Linked DNA regions of Mus musculus: regions 2, 3 and 4 are each linked to region 1. Evidence: chromatin contacts called from public Hi-C and promoter capture Hi-C data. All regions are on one chromosome and are shown on one strand. The core of a region is the stretch at or near the end of the contact, and the rest is flanking DNA. Distances in the headings are between cores, read along the strand shown. Region 1 holds the start of Angel2 (angel homolog 2). Region 2 holds the start of A430105J06Rik (a long non-coding RNA gene). Region 3 holds the start of Spata17 (spermatogenesis associated 17). Region 4 holds the start of Cr1l (complement component (3b/4b) receptor 1-like).

Region 1 (6,147 bases), core at 1,296-3,795:
ATTGGTACTCACTTTTCATTTAGAATGAGTGAGTTCTTTCTGCACCAGTGCTTGGTCTTTTGCTTCAAAATCATATTTAAGTATGGATGTGTAAGTATGTAATTGTGAGAATGCATGTAAGCTGAGCCCAACTGGGTTTGAATGGAAATTGTATAAATGAGCATACATGAATCTGTGTATGAACTTATGTGAAATTATATATGTCTGTTTATATAAAAGTTGTTCTTTCTGTGAGTGTTATTTCTCTTCTGGTTCAACAGAAGTTCATTGCTCCAAACTTTCCCCGTAGCCCCACAACAAGAGGCATCTGGATCATAGGGAAAAGGCCCTAGCAATTAATTGTTTACTTTATCTCCTGCTGTTTTAGGATGAGGTGCTAAGTGCCAGAGACTGCAGTTTCTGACCTCAGAGGATCACAGAAGGCAGGTCGGTTACAGTGGACTTAGATAAGTAAACTTTTTATTATACAGCAACCTTAAATATACCAAGTCTTACCCTCTGCCGACGCTCTTCCCCCTCCACTGCCTCAAGAAGAACCAAGAAGAACCGCACGCAGGGGCTGGTCTTCGGCAGAATTGTCTAGACTAGCAGGTCAGCTCTGGGATGCCCTGTCCCTGCCTCCCCGGCATGAGGACACCTTCCTTACCTTTCCATGGGTGCTGGGGATTCCAACCCAGGTCCTTGGCTTTGTACAGCAAGCCCTTAGCTACCTGAGCCATGGCTCCAGGTCCCCACACTTGTATTTAACAGACATGCTACTCTCAAGTTCTCACAAAGCACTGCCTCCTACTGCATTATCTGGCAAAGTGTTAGGGTTCTGAGGACTATACTTCTGGGGTTTGTGTCTCAACATCTACTATCACTAAGGTTTGCTTAAGTTGTATTAAGATTTTGTTATGCTGAATTTCTTTATTATGCTATTTTTCATTAGAAAAGATAACCTATATTGTGTACTTTAAACTTAAGTACTCTCAAACTATTCTCTAAATCAACCCTACTGTAAATCTTTAAGGTCACAACATGGGCACTATATCTTGCAATTGACCCCGAAAGTCATTCAAAGGGATTTCAGCACTTGGATCTTGTCTTGTTTTGTTTTTAAATTTAAAAATTTTGAGGTGGCCCATGAGTTTGATCCCAGCACTCAGGAGGCAGAGGTAGGCAGATCTGAGTTGAAGGCCAGCCTGGTCTACACAATGAATCCCAGGACAGCCAGAGATACAAAGAAAAACCCTCCTTCTCTAAAAAACAAACAAACAAAAAACCAAGACAAAAACCAAGTCCAAGACCATCAGCACAGGCTGGTGGTGTCTCTAATTCTCCTGCCTCCACCTCCCCAGTGCTATAACGGTTTACTTTCTGTCTTGAAATGTTTCTATACTGCAACCTGCACAGTGACGCTTATTCTTTGGATTGGCAGTTATTTATACCACATCTTTTTCTTGTAAGATAGTGAGCTTTTGAGGGTTCGAACCTCAGTATTCTCTGAAAGCCCAGTCTCCACCCAAGGGCCAAGCACACAGCTGGTACTCAGAAAATGCCATAGCACAGGAACCAGGAATGGAGTGGGCAGATCCCAACGGCTTATGTAACGACAGTGTGCTATTTCCCACGCGTGGTACGATATAGTTTCAAAGGTTATACAAACCACTGGAATCTTAATAACTAAGTCCTCAAAGTTTATAGGAGAAAAACATAATCCGTACATCCAATTTAAGATTCGGTGGATACTACTTGGGGTGACATTATTAGAGGCTGCATGTACTGTGGCGCTTTAAAATTTCAAGTGAGTTATTTTTTTACTTTTGGAGGCGGAGTGTCACGCTCGCTGCCTAATCCAGGCCAGCCTCAAATTCATGGTTATCCTCCCGCCTCGGCCTCCGGGGTGTGGAAAGTGCAGGCGTGAGCCATCACGCCAGGCTCTCAAAGAGTGGATTGAAAGAAAAATACCCAGGACGGAGCAAGAACTTGAGTGGCGGTGAAAGTTGGCCTCCGCGTGACCGACGCTGCCCAGCCACCCCGGGGCGCGCAGCCTCCCTCCGGGCGGGGCCCTGCGCGCGGGCGGCGGCGGCGAGCGTGGAGGCCGCGCGAGGCCCGCAGGATCCCGGAGGCCGCGGCCACCGCTGCTGCCCGCCCGCGCGTTACCTCTCCCCGGGCGCCGCCTGGCGCGTCCCCGCCGCGGACCCTCTTCCTCCGCCTTCCTCCCGCGCCCCGCCGCCCCGCCCCTCCCCTCCCCGCCCGCCCCTCCAGGTCCCTCCCTCTGTCCATCCCGCCGGCCGCTCGCCACTGACCGGCCTCGCCCCGCCACACAGCGGCCGTAGCCCCTCCTCACACAGCGCCACGTCTCCATCTTGGCTCTCTGTGAGCGCCCAACGCCCGGGCCCGCGGCTGCACCTCAGCTTCGGCCGCTCGCCGGGTCCTACCGGATCCCCATCACTCGGCTCCCGGCCGGCCGCTAGGCATGCTGGGAGGAGCGTCTCGCCGCAGGCCCGGTCACCATCTTGCCTTCTGGGGCAGTTCCTTTAAGCAGTGCGACTCCGGGCATGCGCAGAGCGTGCGCGGACAGCCATTTCCTGGTAGGGCGGAAGGCTAGCGCTTGACGGCTTTCTTAAGACATAGGAAGGAGCAGGAGCTGCGTGAGACCTAAAGTGTATTTACGTGGTTGCGTAGATCCAAAAGGTAGATTTCCACGTTGAGGAAATACTATTCTGTGGGTTCCCGTAGAACTTTATAATTGATTTTGTGCAAATCTCAGAGAACCCACTTGTACATTAATTAGTGCGTTGATGATCCGAGTCTGTCAGATCGAGCGTAGCTTTCTTGGAAAACATAAATGGAGAAGGGACAGCGAGAATAGCGAGGCAGAGGGCACTGGAAACCAGGGTCGCTGCTTGCTTAGTTTCTTTGGTAGAGCTGTGTAGCTGTGGGTAGTAATTTCTTGGGAAGTTTTGTTCTTTTCCTTGTGTTAATTTTGAGAGATACTTTATCCTTCGTGTATATCCTTCTCTTTATCTGCAGTTGTTATATTGTGTAAACATGTCAGGAATGCTGAATTAGCAAACTCTGAGGAAAGCTAGTCTCTGATTGCACACGCACACTCGTGAGTGTCCTTAGACAAAAGTCTTGTGCAGTCCAGGCATTCGTCAAACTTATCTCACATGCCTGTCTGAGCACTGTGGTCACCAGCAACGTACTGCCATACTTGGCTTCGGACCACATTTTCATCAACCAATATGAAGTCTTGTTTTATGCATGTTCCTTATTTAATTTATATTGTCACTTCATTAACGTTAAACTCTGTCCAACAGTCTTCTGATACATACCTAATTGAAGATAATTTAGTACACATATTTTCTCTATATTACATCATTAACTTTTGTCACCTCAGAATCTTGCAGCAGTATACTTGGGGGGCACTTTTAATAGAAAAATCAGTAAAACTGTGGGAAAGGGACACTAAGTAGTCGGTAGAAAGGTTAGTTTTTTACGGTCTGAAAACTCAAGAGGGCAGAGTGCCTTGTTTAACCTCAGGGACAAGCACACTAGGCAACTAAAATTTGCCTTTCTCCTTGTTGGAGAAAAACCAAAACACTGTGAGGATTGATTTGGACATTTTAGGTAGGTTTTAGGGAGTAGGCAGTTTACAAACGCAGTGTCCACAAATGGGGGCTGACTGCTTGAGGTTTATACTGTCCTATTTTCTAAGGGTGATCACAATGTTGTTGTTAGTTACATGTGGCCAGTAGTGTCCTATATGCCTTGTTCCATAATCACATTGTAAGTGACTTGTGAACAGTGTCCATGACTCCTGTTCAAATCTATTCAACCTAGTACTCTACTGACTACACAACATACGGCAAACAAAGATCATTGATAGGGTTATTAACTGGAGCAGACTTAAGGAAGACCTGTCAATCACCAGACTTTCTCCTCCAAGCACACCTTAGCTCCTCTGCTTGTTGTGCAAAGAAAAATGTAGTGTTTTGAAATAAGCAAATGGCATTAAGGTCCTTCCTTCCTTCCTTCCTTCCTTCCTTCTTTCCTTCCTTCCTTCCTCCCTCCCTCCCTCCCTCCCTCCCTTTCCTTTGTTTGAGACAGGGTTTCTCTGTGTAGCCCTGGCTGTCCTGGAACTCACTCTGTAGACCAGGCTGACCTGGAACTCAGAGATCCACCTGCCTCTACCTCCAGAGTGTTGGGATTAAAGGCGTGCACCACCAACTGTCAAGATGCATTCTTTCAATGAGTTTGAAGGTTTCTTGATGACGAAAGACACTTTGGGAGCTGTCTGCTCTAGAACTTTAGAGAGAGTAGTTACCTTATAGCAGCATGGTGATTATCCTAAGGGTTGGAGAACTCTTGTCTCTGTAACAAAACAAAACACCATTTTTGCATTCATGTTCCAGTTGAAAGTTCTCAGCTCACATTGTTCTGTCCCCTTAAATAGATCCTGCTTTAGTCACTCAATAAGTTAAGCAAGTCTGTTCACATATGCTGACATCTCAACATTCAGACAGCTGAGGCAGGAGCCTGTAGAGTTTGAGACCATCCTGGGCCACACCAAGAACCTGTCTTAAAGAAGGGTTGTCTGAGAGTCTGGAGAGATTGCTCAGCTGTTAAGAGCTGTCAAGTGCTCCAGGCTAACCTTTAAAAGGCCATGTAGCTGAGGGTAACCTTGAACTTCAGGATCTCCTGCCTGCCTTCCCAAATGCAGAAACTGTAAGTGTGTACCACCATGACGCACCTGTGCATAAGTGTCTAAAACCTTTGGAGTCCAGGACAACCTTGTCTACAACTGGCTTTTGGTTTTGCTCTGATTACTAAGTCCCCACTCAGAACATCTCCACAGTGTTCCCGTTTCATGGATCCTAATTCTTCTGACTTCCTAAGGCATCAGACACACTCGCGGTACAAATACACAAATGCAGGTAAAATACTCATGCACATGAAACAAAAGGAAATCATTGTTCGTTGCTTGGACTGGTTTTGAAAAAAATCTGTCCATATGCAACCCTGCCCGGCCTGAAGCTTACTATGTAGAGCAGGCTCCACTCCAACTCACAAGAGATCTGCTGCCTCTACAGGGATGAAGAATTGTGCCACCACATCCAGGTAAAATAAAACCTTAAAAGTTATTTTCAAAAGCCAGAGATATGGAGCTGGAGACATGGTTTAGCAGTTAAGAGCACTGGCTGCCCTGAGGTCTTGAGTTCAATTCCCAGCAACCAACAGTGGCTCACAAACATTTATGGTGAAATCTAGGGCCCTCTTCTGACATGCAGGTATACATGCAGATACTCATACATTAAATAGAAAAACTCTTTAAAAACAAAAAAGCCAGATATATTAATCAGAAATGAGCCATGAAAAAACATGCTCATGTTTGGTTAGCTCAGCGAGAAATTAGGAGGTTGGGACAGGGCTTTATGGCACAGTCTTGTCATGTCAGGACTCAGGAGACAGAAATAAGCACAAGGATTTCAAATTCCAGCCAACCTGAGCCAAATGGCCAGTCCAGGGTCAACCTAAACCACAGAGGAAATTCCTGAAGAAATTCACAAGCATAAATTAACAACAACAAAATTGAGATGAAGGCAGAGCTGCTTTGGAGAAAGAAAGCATTCTCTGCGATGCTGAGAACTACAGCAGGGCAGTGGTGACCCACTTCTTTAATCCTGGCACTTGGGAGGCAGATTCAGTTGGATCTCTGAGTTCAAGGACAACCACGGCTACAAAGAGAACTGTCTTAGTCAGGGTTTCTATTCCTGCACGAATCATCATGACCAAGGAGCAAGTTGGGGAGGAAAGGGTTTATCCAGTTTACACTTCCACATTGCTGGTCATCACCAAAAGGAGTCAGGACGGGAACTCACACAGGGTAGGAACTTGGAGGCAGGAGTGGATACAGAAGCCATGGAAGAATGCTGCTTACTGACTTGCTTCCCCTGGCTTGCTCAGCTTGCTTTCTTATATAACCCAGGACTACCAGCCAAGGGATGGCAGCACCCTGATCACTAATTGAGAAAATGCCTTACAGCTGGATCTCATGAAGGCATTTCCTCAAGGGAGGCTGCTTTTTCTTTGAACTTGTAAAGACTGTGGGACTTCTAAAGTTACTTAGATCTTGGGGATGTTGTCTTCTGCTGCAAC
Region 2 (6,427 bases), core at 1,389-3,888, 4.2 Mb after region 1:
TGTTTTGAAATTTTTGTTGATGTTTTCGCTGGTGTTTCGGGGGGGGGGTGTTGGGGAGGGCAGAAGAATGTGAAGTTGAGTTAGTAGGGAGGTGGGGGAAGTGAGACAATATGATTGAAATATATTGTATAGAAAATGAAAATAAATATTAAAAAAACAAAAACAAAATGTGCTGCTGTGGGGTATCCACTAGAGAAGGAGAGGACATAGCTTAAGTCAATAAAAAGTCTTTATTAGCTGGGCAGTGGTGGCGCATGCCTTTAATCCTAGCACTCAGGAGGCAGAGGCAGGCGGATTTCTCAGTTTGAGGCCAGCCTGGTCTACAGAGTAAGTTCCAGGACGGTGAGGGCTACACAGAGAAACCCTGTCTCAAACCCCTGCCTCCCCCCCCCCCCCAAAAAAAAGTCTTTATTAGCTGCCCAGCAACTGGACTGGGATTTTAGGATCTCACCGTACCAGTGAGCCTTTCTGAGGGCGAGCCTTTAAGCACAACCCTATGCTCTGAGTTGATATACTTCAGTTATTAAGAGCAGTTAGCCAGAAATGGAACTGTAGAAGCTAAAAGGAAGGTTAGTACATTTTGAGACTTTCTCAGAACTGTATGGACTTTGATGGATTAGGTCTTTGTTTTTGTTTTGACAGGTGGTACTGTCTACATTTCTTACAGCTTGAATGGTGCTTCCATCATGGAGTCAGTTAGGCTAAGGTCTGGGGCCCTGTTACAGTGCTAAATATGTGACCAAAGCGAAGTAGCCTCAGGGCCAGCCAGCACAGCGTTCTAATTAAAGCACTGTACTGCTATAGAGGTGAGAAGACCCAGGAAGTAGCAATACCTGGGAAACTCATTTATGTGGACTGGAATTGTTCTTTTCAGAGACTTACGCTGGCATCTGATCGTCTCTTAAACCATACTTACAAAGCTGTATTTCCTGTGCCATTAAAAAAAATGTTTTCTTGTTTTTAGGATGTATATATATATATATATATATATATATATATATATACATACATACATAGACACCAATTGAAATCAATCAACATGAGGATTCACATTTTCTGTTGCTTTTCTTTCTTTTCTTATATTTTTATTTTTTTCGAGACAGGATTTCTCTGTGTAGCCCTGGCTGTCCTGGAACTCACTCTGTAGACCAGGCTGGCCTTCAACTCAGAAATCTGCCTGCCTCTGCCTCCCCAGTGCTGGGATTAAAGGTGTGCACCACCACGCCCAGCTTTTCTTTTTCTTTTAAGACAAATCTGGAGTACTAAAAACCAATATATAAAGAATGAAAACCTACTGGTTCGCTATAGACGGCTGCTGGGACGTATTTCAGGAGACCAGATCCTTTAATAACACTGGTGGGCTTTGGGGTGGGGGCTGGAATATGGTGGGGAATCCAAGAGCAAGTCACAAAACCAAGGGGATTCCTTACATTTGTAGTCCTTCGAAGGAAGGGTGGAGTCTGAGTTTAGCAGATTAGTGAAGGAACTAGGTAGGATTTAAAGGTTTAATTTAGGAGGGTAATCCTATTGTCGCCCTCACCCCCAAACCCCACCTTGGGACTAACTGCAAGGCTGCTTTAGTTTAGGGCAGGTGCTAGGGAGGATTTAGGACATGGCTCATTCCACCGCCCCTTACCCGGGCAGCCTCTCAGATCTATCAAAATCCAGAAACGTCCATTCAAAAACACCGTGCTTGGTCCTTAGGGGAAAAACAACAACAACAACAACAACAACAACAACAGAACAATAGCCAACAACAACAACAACAACAACAACAACAGAACAAAAGCCAAACCAGCACAAGAACATGTTAAGAGTTGAGCTTGCTTTCTGATTCCGTAGCTGTTCCCTTGTTATCCATTCCTTCTCGGAGAGTCTCGATTCAGTGGGTTCGGAATGCGGTTTCTAACTCGGAACCCAGCTTCTGGGGGAGGGAAAGGAGAGCAGTCAGCAGCAGCCGCCCAGAAGGGGCCGGGGTGAGGCCAGGAACCGACTCTGCCGGAGAAAACCGGTAGGTCGTGTCCTCTCTCCGTCCCTACCCGAGGCTCCCACAGCGGAACTTCAGGCGGGACAACTGTTCCGGAACTAGAGGAGGAAGTTCCGTGTGTTGCAACACGACGGAATTATCAGGTGGCACTTCCGGCGAGCCAAGATGGCTGCGGCCGTTCAGGACTCACGTGTGAGCCCAGGGGAGATACTGAAGCGTTCTCCGAAGAAGAAGAAAAAGATGAAGATGGTAGCCAAGGCTGCAGCGTCGAAGCTAGAAGATGAGGTCAAAGACTCTTCTGATGGAGAAGGTAATGTGGCCTGGCGGAGCTTCGGCGGCTGAGCTTCCTTCCCATGGCTAGGGTTGCGTTTCCTTGCCGTTGAGTGTGTGGGGCGAGTGAGGTTGGGCGAGGAGCCCTGCTGTTCCGAGGCTCCTCGCTGTCACGGTTAATTTTGTGTTTCCACTCAGTCAGCTGTTACTGAGATGGGCGAAACTGCCGGTGCCAATCAGAAACTTAACAGTAAAGGAAGAGATAATGACAGGCAGTACACAAATTAAGAGCAGAGCAAAAGATGGGCAGGCGATAACCCCAGGCCTTTTGCAGGTCCTGTACCCGCTTAGAAGTGGAGTAAAAACACGGTTAGTTGTCGCAGATCAAAACATAGGCTAAGTGTTTGGGCACAGAAGAACCAAAGCTGGTATTGAGAACCTTGCAAAATGTTCGCATCTTTGGGAGGATTTGACTCTTTTTACTTACAGCCAGTCAGTTTGTTAGCAGATCATAGAAACGGCTGTAAGAGCAATGTTGCGAGCTTCTATTTGGAACCCCTAGCAAAGTGAAAGGAAGGGTCGCGATTGAAATAATGGGTGGGATAGGCTCAGGGAGCCAGCAGCAAGAGGCCACAAGAGAGAAGAAATACTGTTACTGTGCAGGGGGGATTGTGAGCCTTTGGGAGTTAGAAAAGAGAGAGTTAAAGAAATGGTAAAGGAGAGATACTGAAGTAACGTTTGATACAGTTTCAGAATGAAAGGTAGGTGAGTCTCCGGAGGTCTCCCCATTGTGTGGCTGGGGTTGGCTGCTACTTTTAAACATACTTCTTGGCAGGAGCTTCTTAGGAAGCTCAGGCATTTGGCTCCCACACTCCTTTACTGCTTCGGTGTGGCTAATGCTTTCAGTTAACCGCGAATGTGGCTTCAGTTACTACGGGAAGCCACTAGTTCATGAGTAACATTCAGAATTTTTAACTTGCTTTTAACTTGCATGATAGGTCTGGTCACTTGCTGCTCTGCTGTTTTCTGTTCATGTTGGCTGCTCATTCTGGAGGTCTCTGCCTTTTGCCTGCAGTATTCCTGAAACACCTGTATGTCACCTACATTTTCATTGACTTCAGTCTCTGGTCCAGTACTTGTCAAAGAGATTTTCCCTTATTTTTCTAATGCAGCCTTTTCTGTCACTCTCACTTGAGGCTTGATGCTTTGCTTTCTTTAGACGCTTTTATTATTATTATTACTTTATTTATTTTTAAGTTGTATGTATGTGCGCTGGGCGTGAGAGGAGATTGAATGGCTGCTGAGGAAGAAACTGTTCCTGTGGAAGAGCAATGCATGCACATGTTCTCCAGCCCCACTCTGCTCACTTTAAAAGCACCACGTTTTAAATCTTGTGAAGCGTTTGTGCTGTTTGAAAGTTCCCTAAGTGTGCAGACACTTGAACCTCAGTTCCTAGATCAACAACTGTCACTCAGGGGTCCATAAGTTAACGAATGAGTGCACTTGGACTTCAAGACCAAGAAGCAGCTGACTAAGCTTTTGAGGTCCTCAGCCCTCACCAGAGGGGTTAAAAAAACAACCTGTTGGGCAGGAATTAGAAGCTCTGGTCCTGGTGGTGTTTTTACTGCATTGGTTTATTTGCTGTGTACCCACATGTGGAGGTCTGAGGACTTATAGGAGTTTGGCAGCAGGTGCCATTACCTGCTCAGCCATTTTATCTCCTATGGTACAGTTTTGAATTGAATAATTGTAAGCATTACTGTCTAAGAAAAAAAAAACACTATTACATTTAAGTAAGACATCAACACTGCTTTCGGATTTGGGTGGAAATTGGATTTCTTTTCTCAATATTAGATAATTGCGAGGGAAAATGTTCTTTTCAGCACAAATACTGACTAGGTGTCTAAAGTTTTCTTCAGCTTTAGATCATATGTTAAGGAGGCTTTTGAATAATATAGAAACATATAATGAATATAATGAAAACATATAATATAGAAACATCCAATGAATGTTTGCACTCTATTATGTTACAGTAACCCTCTAGGCAGTGACTTAGAGTTACAGTTACAAGAGGATGTGAACACAAGAAATGGTCAGGATGGAGTGTGTCTGGGTGAGGGCATGTGCGGGAAGTATTTATATTGTTCAAAACTAATGATACCACCCACATATGTGACCTTGCAAATAGAGAATCCACAGTTATGAGGTCAAATGTATCCTCTTGTGAACCACTAACAGCCTGTCTGCAGCTTCTGTGATGATCACCACCTACTTTTCAGGATCAGGTCTTGTTGGTCCCTAAGTGACTAGGGCTCAGCTTGGAGCTGTTCTTTTGGCTGCAGAAACGGGCTCTTCTAGCTACATTTACTAAGCCAACTCTTTTGTTGCTGTTTTTTTTTAAAGCTTTTCTTCTTAATCTAGAACCACATTCAATGGAGTTGTTGTGTCTCTAATATTAGAGTCTTTAAAAGTTGTAAATTGCATTGTTTATTTATTGGGGGGGGGGGGACAGACGTGCTACATCAGCACCTGCACACGCGGAGGTCAAAGGACAGCCTGTAGGAGGAGTAGGGTCTCTGTTATTGCTGAGGAGGATTGAACTCAGGTCCTCACTAGGCTTGTGGCAAGGGCATTGACTTGTTGAGCCATTTAGCTGGCTCTATGTCTTTTTTAGTATTTGTATTTATGTGCACGTGGGTCTGTGCCAGAGGCGTTATATAATTACATCCCCTGGAGTCTGCCTTACACATGCTTATGAGTTTCCTGACGCAGTGCTGGGAACTGAACTCAGGTCCTCTGAAGAGCCCCAAATGTGCTTACTCACCCCCAACAAACAAACAAACAAAACAAACCGCAAAGTGAACTTTTCTGTGTGTGAGAGACCGCATAGATGCCAGGTAAGAGCTCCGCCATTGAGCTCCGTGCTCCGCATCCTGCTTTCCAGCATTCACACCGTCTGTGGCAGTGATAACAGTGAAGGGGCCTCCATGTTGTAAGTTTGGTAGGACAGGGCTTTGGTTAATGCACATTCTTGGGTGTTCCTCGGAATTTGATATCCTAGGAGATGATTGTTTTCCTCTGGTGAATTCAGAGTCTCTCTGGAAAGGTGACCATGGATTATAGAACTGTTGCTCAGTTTTCACTCGAGGAGTGGTGTGCCTCCTACCAGCTTGTTGTGCTGGCCCATCTCTCAGGAATCTGCACCAGAGACGTGGTTGATGGTCAACTGGGCATCACAGTGATGAAGGGAAGGCCTCACTGAGACTTCAAGCAACGTCCTTAAGTAGGATGACAGTCGCCTCACAGGAAGCACGCGTTTGGCTTACGCGCCTTGAGATGGATGCACTTTTCATGTTCTGGGTTTGATTTCTTTTGACCTCTTGTACAAGAATGAAAGTCATGGTTTTATGAAATATTGCACAAACTCCCAGATCTCTGAGACTGAGGAATTAGAGTTTGATAGCAGCAGTATCAGAATTTAGCATAGAGCTTGATGCATGTAATCCTAGTAGACTTTTATTCATCAGGTACGTTGGAAAGATCTCTATTCCTTCACTGATGGACTCCTAGGCTGATGCCAGGTCTGGCCTGAGTAGCACTGTGGTAAACTTGGGTGTGTAGGTGTCTCTGCCTTTGATTCTTTGGGGTACTGAATCATGGTTCAATTTCTAAATTTTGTTATTAAAATATCTGTTTTTATTTAGGATGTAATATATCTAGCAGTAGGAAACTAATAATTTGTGTAACTTTATCATGTATCATCTTTTATGGTTCATGGATTTCAAAATGTTAAGAGCAAAATTTTTTAACTTTTTGAAGAACCCTCAAGCTAATTTTTTATAGGTGCTACCAATGTATACTTTTCCTGATAGTAGGTTTTTTAAAAGATGAGATCACATGAGCCCAGGCTTGCTGTGTCTGACAGTGGCCTCCAACTGAAGGTCATCCTCTGTTCCCTCCCCTCCTCTCCCACCTCTGACCCACCAGTGTCAGCATATGTGGTATCTTTTGGTTTGATGATATTCTAATGATATTCTGGAGATGGAATATTACTATAGTTTTGATTTGTCTTTCTTCATGGCTAAAGATAGTAAGCATTTTTTTTTAATGTATTTTTGGCTATTTGTACTTCTTCATTTGAAAAGTGTCTGCAGAGTCTATTTACTCATT
Region 3 (6,231 bases), core at 423-2,922, 3.7 Mb after region 1:
GTTTAGAGTAATAGCGCGTCAAGTAATAGCCAGTAATACACAGCGCTATCTATGCATGATAGGAGACAGAAAGCACAATGAAGAATAAATGGGGTCACCGGTTGGTTTGTGTGTTTATGTCAACTAGCACACAAATGACTTCCTTTCTATTAGGACCAGACCAATCTACTGAACACTTCCGTTCCTTACCAGGCTCTGAACATTGAAGCATTAAGTACACTTTAGAGGAAACACCAGGATGTAGGGAAGTTCCTTTATCTTGTTTTCTGTGGTGGTTCCTACCACATGTACAACTGCCAAAGCTAAGAAAAACTAGTGCATTGTGACCTGCGTCTCTTGTTCCAAGCTGAGTGCAACAATTACAATTGCTCATTTAAAAAGCTTCTCCTGGGCTGGTGAGATGGCTCAGTGGGTTAGAGCACCCGACTGCTCTTCCGAAGGTCCAGAGTTCAAATCCCAGCAACCACATGGTGGCTCACAACCATCCGTAACAAGATCTGACTCCCTCTTCTGGTATCCCTGAAGACAGCTACAATGTACTTACATATAATAAATAAATAAATCTTTAAAAAAATAAAAATAAAAATAAAAAAAAAAAATAAAAAGCTTCTCCTAGTATTCTAACTGAAAATCGTGAGAACTTAAAAGCTACAAGAAAAACAACACTGGTTAGAAATGGTCTCTAGAGAGGAACCAAATAAGCCATCTGACCTAAGATATTCTTTTAACTTTTCAGTTATCGGTGATGCTAAACAATCAGACATCACAGCCCACTGGCAGGAACTTTAAAAATCACAGTTCTTGACTTACTGGTCAGATTTTTATGTTTCAAGATGGACCGCAAGACATCTACTTTCTTGTTACACTAACGTTTCTCTGAAAAGCGTTGGAACAAACGGGGGGTGGGGGTGGGGGTGGAGGTTGGGCGACCAGGGTTTTCAACTAGAAAATCCAAAACTGAGCTATCATCTCTGGTACTCAGGGGCACAGGACAACTTTGCCTCTTAAATTTTCTGTACCTGCGAGTCTCCTACAGCAGGGATGTCATTAAAGATCAAGTGTGATTTGCGAAAGCAGTTTGGAAACTTACAGCAGTGGACCAGGGTACCCTAAAGACAAATTCCAACCTGGGGCTACTGGAAAACGCCCCTTTCCCATAAACTAGGACAGAGCCTCCAGGGCGGTGGAAAACTTCTAGGCTTTACACGAACCGAGCTGCGCAGGGAGTACAAGAGCCTGGTGTCTCTGCTACTAAGAAACTTCTGGGACTGGGAATTTCTGTGATCTTGTCAACCACGGAATCTAGTACAATGTGGCCGGTTTGGCAGGGACAACGGGAACGCGGCCTGAAGAAACTTGGTGCACGGCCGTCTCTGACCCGGAGCCCCGCGAGCTGCTCGCCGGCTCGCTCGCCCCGTTCCCAACCGCCCGCCGGGCTCACCAGCTCTTCCCGGCGGCGGTTCCGATCGCTGGGCGCCCGTCGGCCCCAAACATCAACGACACCCGGGAGCGCGGCCTCGAGGCTCAGGCCCGAGGACCGACTCCAACTCCCGCAGCCCCGGCCAATTCCACACAGGACTTCAGCATTTTGAGAGCAACTTCCGGAAGCCGGCTGGAGGCGGAAACCGGAAACCGGAAGCGACCATTCGCTCACCTTAGCCTACCCTGACCCTTCCCATCAGCAGCTCGAAATTCCAGGAGAAAGGGGCGAGTCGACTCAAGTCTGGTCTCACGTGTACAAATCCGATTTCTCTGTCCAGTTGCTTGAAACTGAAACAGAGTGAAAGGAAAGGCCGATAAGTCGGAAGTGACCTTGGTTCAGCCCAGTTGCCATGGAGACTAATAGTAACAATTTTGGTGAACTCCAGGAGTTGAAGGACATGGCTACTTTAGCCAAGCTGCTGGCGCGGGCACCCTTTCTAGAAAGTCAGTACTACTTTAGGAACCGGTGAGTAGTGAAGAGAGGGGTCTCAGAAGATGTTTACTGTTAACAAATTACTTAATTCAGGAAATAATTCTAAATTCTTCTTCTCCCCATGGGGATTCAAACATGATCAGAAGTTTATATATATATATATATATAATCAATCACAAGTGGATTATATATACATTGACAAGTCATTAATAAGTTAATATTCTCTAAGGAAGATCCCAGAATAGAGAATTATTAAGGGCCGCCCTAAATGAAGTAAACCCCGACTGGGGAAACAGGCAGGAGGATGACTGTGAGTCCAGTCCAGCCTGGGCAACACAGAAAATTCAAGGCTGCCCTGGGCAACATTTGGGAGTCTTCCTCAAAATACTGTTTTGTTTTGTGGGGCTTTTTTTTTTTCGACATTTTAAAATAATCACTGAGAAATTTGGTTTGGTGAAACCTATTTTATACAATGTAGGTCTAGTGGCCTAATTAACGTTAACCAGGCTTACCCAGGTAGTTCCATGAATTCAGAATATCAATGTCCAAATGGGAATTTGAGCTTCACTTAATCTCACAAACATCACAGAATTCAATTCATCTGTGATTCATTTGTCCAAGTGAAGTTTCTATACCATTGTGACAAGATAATTGGTACAGTAAATGGGCAAGAGCTAAGGCAGCATTCTCACCCCCCACACCTAAACTTCCTCTCCATGAAAAGGGGACATTGAAACTAGAAGCAATGGCCCAGTGGTTTTCAAAACTTAGAAGGAATCACAAAAAGTACATTACAAAAAGTGTGATAAATTATAGCAGACCAGCAGTGACCAAGTCAGTGTGAGAAAGTCCTGATAAGCTATTCTTATCCTAACATACATCTCAACTATAGTTTTGCTATTTCATCGTGAACCTCTAGCAACTACAGTGATAATTCAATCTTGTAACTTTTGTGAGAAACTATGGATTTTCTTGCTAGAAGTAGGCCAATGTTGCTTTTTTTCTTGCCTCTTAGTTTAACCATTATTTCAGCCTGTACTGTCTTGCTTCCTGAAATGGAATAGCTACAACAGTTATTTAGTGAATAATCACATTACCGAAGCTTCCAATTAATCATCTTTAAATAAGCATAGCCATTGCGCAATGGAATTCTTATACTTAACATTCAGAGATCATATAGTATTCATTTAGAGTTATGTGGCAGGCTCCTGCTTGTTCATGACCTCAGTGTGCAGTGGGGACAAGTTGACTCCTTCATGCTATTGTGGAGCAGACATTGAGAACGGAATTGTGATGCGCTCGCTCTAAGTCAAAACTGAGCTGCTGGTTTCCCTTCTGCTAGCTGGCATCCAGAGGGCCCGAATGTGTTAGGTGGGCTGTTAAAGGAAATAGGTCACTCAGGGATCACACTCAGCTATAGAGCCTGTGTATTTAAATACTGCACTACCTGGGAAGAAGTGTCCCGAGCAGCAGTAGTGGTATAGATATTCTGATCTATAGTGCTACCCACAACAGGACTGATGGCTGCTGGGGTGTGGTCCTCCGCATCAGCCTTCAGTGTAATCCCTTTACACTGTTCTGAATGTGGCCCCATTATCTCCATCACTGGAAAAATTTGTTTCTGACTCATAACAGTTCCTAGAGTGATCTTAATTTAGTAAGTTGATGTGCCTTCAATTTGAACAATCATTGAAGTTCTAATAACATAAATTAATAGCAACTCACTTGTTAATTTGTTTCTTTGACTCTTAACTGTTTCTTGAATTTACTATTAAACCTTTACTTAATTTTATTTTAAAAATTCCTGAATTTTCTTTTATACTTTTACTTAATTTTGATGAAAAAATAATTTTCCCCTAGTAGACAGTGATGTTTTGTATAGAGGTAGAGACGCAGTTCAAATACTTTGTGTTACTTTAACTTTAGTGATAAACTCTTACATGTTTGCTCTAAACTGAACGCTCTAACTGTAAGCTTCATCATCTGTAAATGAAAAACGACAAAGCCTAGAGGTTTATTGGGAAGGGTAAATGATCAGGGTAACAACATTCAGTTGCATAATTATGACAAGAATTCACAGAAAAGTGAAGGATAAAGTACGTACCATCAAACCAGTACATTTTTAAAAGGTGGTTAGTAACTTCACTATATACTGCTGGTTATTGCTTTTCTTTGTAAATTTTAAATTTTCATTTATAAATTTGTCAAAAATCGTTATTGATTCATTTATAGTCTAGATACATATTTATGAAATACATGATTATAAATGTTCAACCCAACCATTTATATAGTTTAATGAGGTGCCTATGTAAAATTTATTCAGATAAAATGATTCAATATTTGCTCTAAACATTATCTTTTGAAAGTTGCTTTTTAGTAATTAATAACAAGGAATATATTTCTAAAGCTAAGTCAGTATCAGACATATTTATAACATAAAAGAGATGGCTCAGTTTCAAAAGCAAATTAATCCTATCTATTCCTGGTGTCCTAAAAGAGAAATTTCAACTTGCCTATCTCTACTCTGCTAGTTCTTGAGGAAAAAAAAACCAAAAACTAAAACTGTAATTTTCACAGGATATGAAAAGGATACCCAGATGTCTTAGTTAAGGTTTTATTGCTATGAACAGACAGCATGACCAAGGTAACTCTTACAAAGGACAGCATTTAATTGCAGCTGGCTTACAAGTTCAGAGGTTTAGTCCATTATCATCAAGGCAAGAGCATGGCAATGTCTAGGTAGACCATGGGGCTGGAGAAACTTAGAGCTCTACATCTTTATCCAAAGGCAGACAGAAAATTTGCTTCCAGGTAGCTAGGGGGAGAGTCCCCAAGCCCACCCCACAGTGACACACTTTTTTCAACAAGGCCACATCTCCTAATAATGTCACTCCCTGGGCAAAGCATACTTAAACCACCACATTCCAGTTCCCTATAGTCTTTTCAAACACCTGAGTCTGTGGGGGCCAAACCTAGCCAAAGCATAGTGCTAAATACATGTACTCCAACTTCAAAAGTCCCATAGTCTGTATCAGTCTCAGCAATGTTCAAAGCTCAGTCTTTTCTGAGATTCAGTCACTTAACTGTAATAACCTATAAAGTCAACATAAAAAAGCAGCTCATGTACCTTAAACATCACAGGATAAACGATACCATTACAAAGTGGCATAGTGAGGAAAGCCTGGACAAAAGCAATACCAAGAACAGCTGGGTAGCTCCACATCTGATGTCTGATGTTAAAACCCCTCTCAGTGTTGATGACTACAGCAAACTTCTTTCTCTTGGGCTCTCCCACTCCCTGTTAGCAGCTTTCCTTAGCAGGTATGCCCTGGCTCTGGGATCTCTAACAGATTGGGGAATCCCAGGCAAGGTCAAGTTCACAACTTCTTGTTCCAATGCCTGGGATCCATACATGATGTGTGACCTTCTGGGATACTCCAGAGGGCTTGGGTCGCATCTCCAGATCTGTCCTCTGTAGCACTCCAGGGTCTGGTTGATTCCACTCCATTGTTGGCAGCTTTCCTTGGTGATCATCCCATTATACTGGCATTTCCGATATGCTGGGGTCTTCCACTACAACTAGGCTTCACCAACAACCTCTCATAGGCTCCCTTTATAGTGCCAAGGCTCAAATCCTTTGCATGACCCCTTCAGTCCTGAGCCTTCAACAGCAACTGAGGCTGCACCTTCACCAATGGCCTTTCCTGGCCTCTCAAAGTTCCAAGCCTTAGCTGCTCTCCAAGATCCCTTCATGCCTACAAAGCCAGAACCACCTAGGTGAACCTTACACATTAAGAAATCCAGCTGCAACATGAGGGACAACCTTGGCTGTCTCTGGAACATAGCTTCTTTGTGCTTTCAGAAAACACTACCCAGAAGATATCACCTGAGTGATACTGGCCTCTTCTTAATCACCACTCATTTCATAGCTCAAGCTAACCAGCATCAATTGTCCCAGTAGTCCTTTCTTTTCTTGACTCTAAATCCAGAGCTTTGTGGCTGAAGCTGCTGAGTTCTGCTGCTTTCTAGGGCTAGAACATGGCCCCCTGGTTCTATTACATTATCACAAGCTTTCTGTTTTCCAACTCCTTCACACTGCCTAAGCTTAGTGGTCCTGGAACTAGCTCTGCAGATTGACCTTGAACTCATCGATCTGTGTGGCTGAGTGCTGGGATTAAAGGTGGGTAACCACCAAGCCTGGACTTAAGCTTTTCCTCTCTCAGAACTTGCGCAGTTCCAGGCTGGCCTTGGAAAGAAATCTGCTTGCCTTTGTCTCCTGCGTTTAAGGTGTATAGCTTTTAATTATACCTAACACG
Region 4 (5,981 bases), core at 977-3,476, 4.2 Mb before region 1:
TTACTGGCTTGCTTCCCCTGGCTTGCTCAGCCTGCTCTCTTATAGAACCCAAGACTATGAGTCCAGAGATGGTCCCACCCTCAAGGGGCCTTCCCCCTTGATCACTAATTGAGAAAATGCCTCACAGCTGGATCTCATGGAGGCACTTCCCCAACTGAAGCTCCTTTCTCTGTGATAACTCCAGCCTGTGTCAAGTTGACACACAAAACCAGTCAGTACAGTCCCTTACAGTAAGACCAGTTGTCACTAATTCTTCGTTTTTCACTAGCCACACTCAGCGTTAGAGCAATGGAGGCAAAATAATAGAGAATTGAAATTTTTGTTGTTCTGTCCAATAAGTACTGTAAGTGAAGGTGTATATAAAATGGTGACTGTAAGGATGGAGCACAAACTTAATCTAGCAAGAGACCAGTTGTGGCAGGTCTATGGGTTTGCAGACACTGTGAAATGGAGATTTTGAGAATCAGGACACTGGGAGTGAACCAGAAGGGTAGGACTTGTGGTTAAGAGGGATAGTTAAGCTCATGGAGAGGACACAGTTATAATGACAGTTCTAGGATATTCTCATGAGCCTTGGTGGCATAGTAGAGTGGAGGACAAGATCATAGGCAAAGATAATTTAAGGAACGGTGAAGCCAAGCATGTGGAAAAAAGTTTCTGTAATCTTTGAAGCCAATGAGGAGTGAGAGAAGAGGAGCATTGTTGGAAGTAAATATCAGCCAGGAGCTAAACCCATCAAGGACTCAGGGAAGAAAGTGGATGCTAAAATGTAACCTCCAAACAATGTGGGGATAGCAGTGTATTCTGATAGCATATGGTGCAAGAAAGTATACTTACCTGCAATATAACTTCTTCCATACTTTTTCGAGAATAACTTAAATTCTAAATCCAAAGTGCTAGCAGGACTGGTTCCATATGAAAGCTTCGGGGAAGAATCTGCTTATTTGTTCCACATTTTAGAGGCTGCTATCATTTGCTCTCTGGAGGCAGCAACTTTGATCTCTGCCCTCATTGTTCTTCCTCTCTGATTTAGGACTATGTTCCTGTAAGGTTCCTTAGGGTTATTAAGCCCACTTTGGCAGACAGGATTACCTCCCCACTTAAATGTTCTTGATTTAATTTAATTAGCCATTTCTTTTCCTGCCGTATAAAGTACCTATCACAGGTTCTGAAAACAGAATGTGGACATGTTTGTTCGCATGTCCTATTTCTCTCTTGGAATATTTGAGTTCTTAATTCTATTCCCCAAACTTGGCTCTTTATATTTGTTATTTCTAGAAGCACTACCACCAATCTCTGAGTAGGGCTCTCTCTCTCTCTCTCTCTCTCTCTCTCTCTCATTAGTATTAAGAAAGGAATTAAAATTCAGTGCAAATCCTGTTTATTCCATTTCTGAAAACTTATTAATTGTTCATCTGCCATCAAATCTCACTTGGATGATGGCAAGGCCTGGCTTCGCTCCCTGATTCATTACTGCACTATCCTGGTCTAGGCTGAATAGCACTGACATGGTTGTGAACAAAAACTTCCGGAAAGAAACTGCGTCTGACTGTGAAAGGAAATTCCTGAAAGTTAACTGTTTCTGCAAAGACTATTGGCTGATTAGAATTTCAGTACTCTGGAGAGATTGCAATTTTGCTGGTCCAGAGACCAATAATTACCTTATCTTGGGCTAAGTCAGAACTAACATCATGATACAATAGATACAAAACAAACAAACAAACAAACAAACAAAACCACAAACAACCTTTTAGAATCTACTGACTTATCAGGCAACTAGCTTCTACCAATACAAAAGCCGAGTGCCATTAGAGTCATCCTGAGCCTATAGAAAAGCTTCCACTACCTGCTTCTTGTATGTACCCAACAATATATTTTAAACTTGCCTTAATTTGTGACTTTCTCTGCTCTGTAAAACCACAAAAACTTTATGAAACTGCTTCCATGAAATTTGGGGTGACCATATCATTGTTCCAGGGTCATGATCACTCAAAATGGCTTCAGAATAAACTCCTAATCCTTTTAAGATGAGAGCTATGGTTTTTACCTTTCATTTTTTGTTTCCAGCGGCACGTTACATCCGAATTCATCATAAGGAAATAGGTTCTTACTGTATACTAGACAGGGTATGCAACTGTCAGCTCACTGTTGCAGATTAGGGTTAGGCTCCACCCTTGCAGATTTTTAAAAGGAGTAAGGCCGGGCTATATGCAAACCGAGTTCCCATAATGCCTTGTTTTCTTTGGAGTCGAAGGTTCCTGCAAGTGGAAAACTTCCTGGAGCTGACCTACTAGGTATTGAACCAGTTTCTGCATTGCTGAATCAATCTCCCAAGGGTAATTCCACAGAAATCCCAGGGGCTTGGAGTAAACAAGACCGCGCCTAGCCCAGCTAGAGGAAGTTTTATTCCGGAACCCAGCGCCATTTCTGGGTGGGACTGCTTTCTACACCATTTGCCGTAAAACGTTGTTTGAGAACGGTGTGAGGGGAATGGAGGTCTCTTCTCGGAGTTCAGAGCCTCTGGATCCGGTGTGGCTCCTTGTAGCCTTCGGCCGGGGAGGAGTCAAGCTAGAAGTTTTGCTGCTGTTCTTGCTGCCATTTACTTTGGGTGAGCTGCGGGGAGGCCTGGGGAAGCACGGACACACGGTTCACCGGGAACCCGCGGTAAATAGGCTCTGCGCAGACTCCAACGCTGGTCTGGGCTGCCTGTGAGTGCTCAGCGCCCCTTTCCCATGGGTGAGCGTGGGGCGCCCTCTACCCAGATCTTGGGTCGTACGCAGCCGGCAGGAACGCGTGGTCTCCCAGCTGCTTGTCTTTATTAGCTGTACGCTGTGCTTTTCTGTGCTGAATGTAGTGAGAGAAACGGTGTGGGGAGCAGGGGGTTGCAGGAATATTGAGAGATGCAATTTCTAATCCTAGAATTTGGTTATGAGGAAAGTTAATATTTTTGTGTTTCCTTATCTGTGAAATGGAGATATTGATGTCTTTCGTGGTATTGGTATTTAATAGGTGCCATCAAATATCTAACCCAATTTCAGCTCCTTAATTTATTTCTATCTTGAGACATTCCCTATGCACTTTCTCCGAAGGCCTAGACAAACAGGCCCAGGGATACAGTTTTCACACAGTGAGACTGTGTACTTTATCTCCCACCCCAAATCCTCATTAACTCCCTTGAGCTTCCACTTTAAGGAAGGTCCTTCCACTCCCACTCCAAGGTAAGATTTGAAAAGCTAGCAAGCCTCAAGGTGCAATGAAATATTTGCAAGTAGAAAAGACTGTAGAATTTACATATTAAATTTTACTGATGGTTAAGAACAAAATAGAGTGCCCATTTTACCCACCATGAAAGTTCTAATTTCCCTTTCCTTTCTCCTTAATCAGAACTTTCTAAGAGAAAGACTTCCTTGAAGTCTTTTGCATTGTTTGTTTTTTATTGTATTTCCAAAGTTAAATGAAAATGATTTTTTTCCAACATATAGTTATTGGTTACATATTATTTGACTCTCTCTGCCACATAATTAATGCTGCTAAGACTTAAAAGAAAATAACTGAGTCTAGAAGTTAAATCAAAATATGTATTGGAAAGTACATTAACAAAATGAAATGCAGTTTCATTTTTTAAATTATATTATTTTTTCCCCGTTGACCATAGTACTGATCCATTCCTGAGTGCCAGAGAGGAGGATCATGCATGGTCCATTGTAGCTAGCTGGAGAACTGAGAGTATGAGGGATGATGCAAGTTCTTTTATCCAATGTAATGTTGCTGTGTCTCATTCAACAGGTCACTGCCCAGCCCCATCACAGCTTCCTTCTGCCAAACCTATAAATCTAACTGATGAATCCATGTTTCCCATTGGAACATATTTGTTGTATGAATGTCTCCCAGGATATATCAAGAGGCAGTTCTCTATCACCTGCAAACAAGACTCAACCTGGACGAGTGCTGAAGATAAGTGTATACGTGAGTAACTGCAGAAGAGGCTCCTTTGTGCCAAATAGTAGAGTCGGCCTCAGTTTGTCTGGATTTTAGATTATGACTCATTATTAGTAATCTTATCTAAGGTATATAGTACATGTGGATCATCATTCTTGTCAGTCAAGTCTTTTTAACTGTGATTCTGTCTTCTCAATTGTTAATAAATTTAATAAGAATGATTGTCACAGGGCATGCTTAAGAGAAAATATCATCAGAATATTTCACTTAGGGTGTCTAACTTTGCACAAGTGTCATTAAGTAATGATTCTGAAACAAAGTGTATTTAATAACTAAGAGATGAAAAATGTTCAGACTTTAAGGCCAATAAATTAGAATACTTAGAAGAATGCTTCATGTTTTAGGGAGCCACTGTGTGAAAATAAGAAAAAACTTGGATGAGAGTTCTTTTGGAAGCTAGTGTCTGATGAATTTCCCCAAAGTGGCAAAAACTTTGAAGTATTACAAATATATATATTCTACAGTAAGTTATAATCAGGTTAGAAATTCATAAACTACAGAAAGTTCAGTTTACTGTACTTGGTTCCAAAATTCTGTTTCTTTTTCATAGGAAAACAATGTAAAACTCCTTCAGATCCTGAGAATGGCTTGGTACATGTACACACAGGCATTCAGTTTGGATCCCGTATTAATTATACTTGTAATCAAGGGTGAGTTGGCAACAACATCTCTTCATTCAAGAGTTCTGGAATAGCAGTACTACTTTCTAGTCAAATCTCAGGAAAGACATCTAATCTATTACTTCCTTATTTGGTTTTTGTTTGTGTTGTGTTTTGTTGTGTTTGTGCTACAGATTGAACTTAAGACTTTAAATATGCTAGACATATTTAAACAATATAATTGTTCTACAGCAAAGCAATGCCATCGCAATGTTACCTATCCTTAAAAGGCTTGAACATAATTGTTTGATTCTTGATTAAAATGAATAGAGATATAACATGACTTTGTGGGAAAGATTTGTTATCCCTGTTGAATAAGCAAAATAACACATGCGTTAGCTTTCCAATACTATGATAAAATAATTGAGGTAATGAATTAAAAGAAGGAAAGTTATATTTTCACTCATAATTACAGAAGTTTTAGTTCATGTTCTCTTGACTCTCTGGCTTTGGTCCATTACAGCAGGAACATGGTGAAGAAGGCCCATTCACCTTATAGTTGCCATAAAGAAAAGAGAGGCAAGAAAGGGCTAAGGTCTCAATATCTTCTCCTAAGGCATTGTCACTGGTGTCCTAATTTTGTCCCTTAAGGCCTACCTCTTAAAGATTCTACCACATCCCAATAAGATCATAGCCTGTGAGACTACGCCTTTAATCTATAAGCCTTTAGGGGATGTCTCTAACTATGGAAACATAGAAAGTGAAGCACTCACTGGTTGAGATAGTGCAGTCTAAGTACACAGACTTCTGAAATTCAGAGTGGATGCTGCTAGAAGAAAGAAAAGCCCAGGGAGCTCCGAGGAAGATCAGGCCTTAAATTTACAGCTTTTATTAGTTTACCAAGGTTGTTGACATGAGTACCACAGAGTGTTTTCAAACAAGAAAAATTATTAAGAGTTTGATTCTAAGTCTAAAAGTTCAAAATAAGGTGTTATCAGGACTCTGTTCCCTTTGATGTCTTTAGGGGTGGGATCTTTCTTGCCTCCTCCAGCTTCTGGGAGCTTTAGGCCTTCTATGTCTGTAGAGCACAACTCTAATTTCTGTGTCCATCTACATGATTACTTTCTTTCTGTTCTGTATGTATTTATATTCAGTGTTCTCTCTTTTCATAGTGATACTAGTTATGTTGGGTTAGGATCCATTCTAAAGACCCTAAATTTAGCTTAACTACATCTATAAAGACCCTATTTCCAAATGATGTCACATTGACAGGGAACAGGAGTTTACAGGATGACCATATCATTTAGGGAATACAATTCAACCTCAGAAATCCCTCTTTGAACATATCAAGCATAAAGTCACAAAGTATGTGCTAATGTTAGT

The links. Promoter capture Hi-C pulls out the DNA fragments that hold promoters and counts their contacts. Hi-C and Micro-C count contacts between places; a contact is called where the count stands out from the background.
Region 2: a Hi-C map of CD8 T cells shows a contact between it and region 1, with 9 times the contacts expected there. The contact joins the promoter of A430105J06Rik here to the promoter of Angel2 in region 1. A contact is called at or near these places in 2 of 484 Hi-C or Micro-C datasets (CD4 T cells and CD8 T cells).
Region 3: a contact with region 1 is called in a promoter capture Hi-C map of pre-B cells. The contact joins the promoter of Spata17 here to the promoter of Angel2 in region 1.
Region 4: a Hi-C map of double positive thymocytes shows a contact between it and region 1, with 3 times the contacts expected there. The contact joins the promoter of Cr1l here to the promoter of Angel2 in region 1. A contact is called at or near these places in 2 of 484 Hi-C or Micro-C datasets (CD4 T cells and double positive thymocytes).

The regions. Positions count from the first base shown.
Region 1 is chr1:190,924,903-190,931,049 of GRCm38.p6, reverse strand. It overlaps Angel2 (angel homolog 2), which reads right to left and starts at 2,545. Exons shown (of 9, transcript NM_021421.4): 1 at 2,292-2,545. The coding sequence starts at 2,350.
Region 2 is chr1:186,745,034-186,751,460 of GRCm38.p6, reverse strand. It overlaps A430105J06Rik (a long non-coding RNA gene), which reads right to left and starts at 2,638. Exons shown (of 2, transcript XR_003948551.1): 1 at 1,637-2,638. Rrp15 (ribosomal RNA processing 15 homolog (S. cerevisiae)) reads left to right here and starts at 2,103. Exons shown (of 5, transcript NM_026041.2): 1 at 2,103-2,297. The coding sequence starts at 2,153.
Region 3 is chr1:187,210,887-187,217,117 of GRCm38.p6, reverse strand. It overlaps Spata17 (spermatogenesis associated 17), which reads left to right and starts at 1,672. Exons shown (of 10, transcript NM_028848.3): 1 at 1,672-1,948. The coding sequence starts at 1,833. It overlaps Gpatch2 (G patch domain containing 2), which reads right to left and starts at 1,607. Exons shown (of 10, transcript NM_026367.4): 1 at 1,442-1,607. The coding sequence starts at 1,494.
Region 4 is chr1:195,127,815-195,133,795 of GRCm38.p6, reverse strand. It overlaps Cr1l (complement component (3b/4b) receptor 1-like), which reads left to right and starts at 2,226. Exons shown (of 10, transcript NM_013499.2): 1 at 2,226-2,608; 2 at 3,787-3,966; 3 at 4,550-4,649. The coding sequence starts at 2,491. It overlaps Gm32313 (a long non-coding RNA gene), which reads right to left and starts at 2,352. Exons shown (of 3, transcript XR_865921.3): 1 at 838-2,352.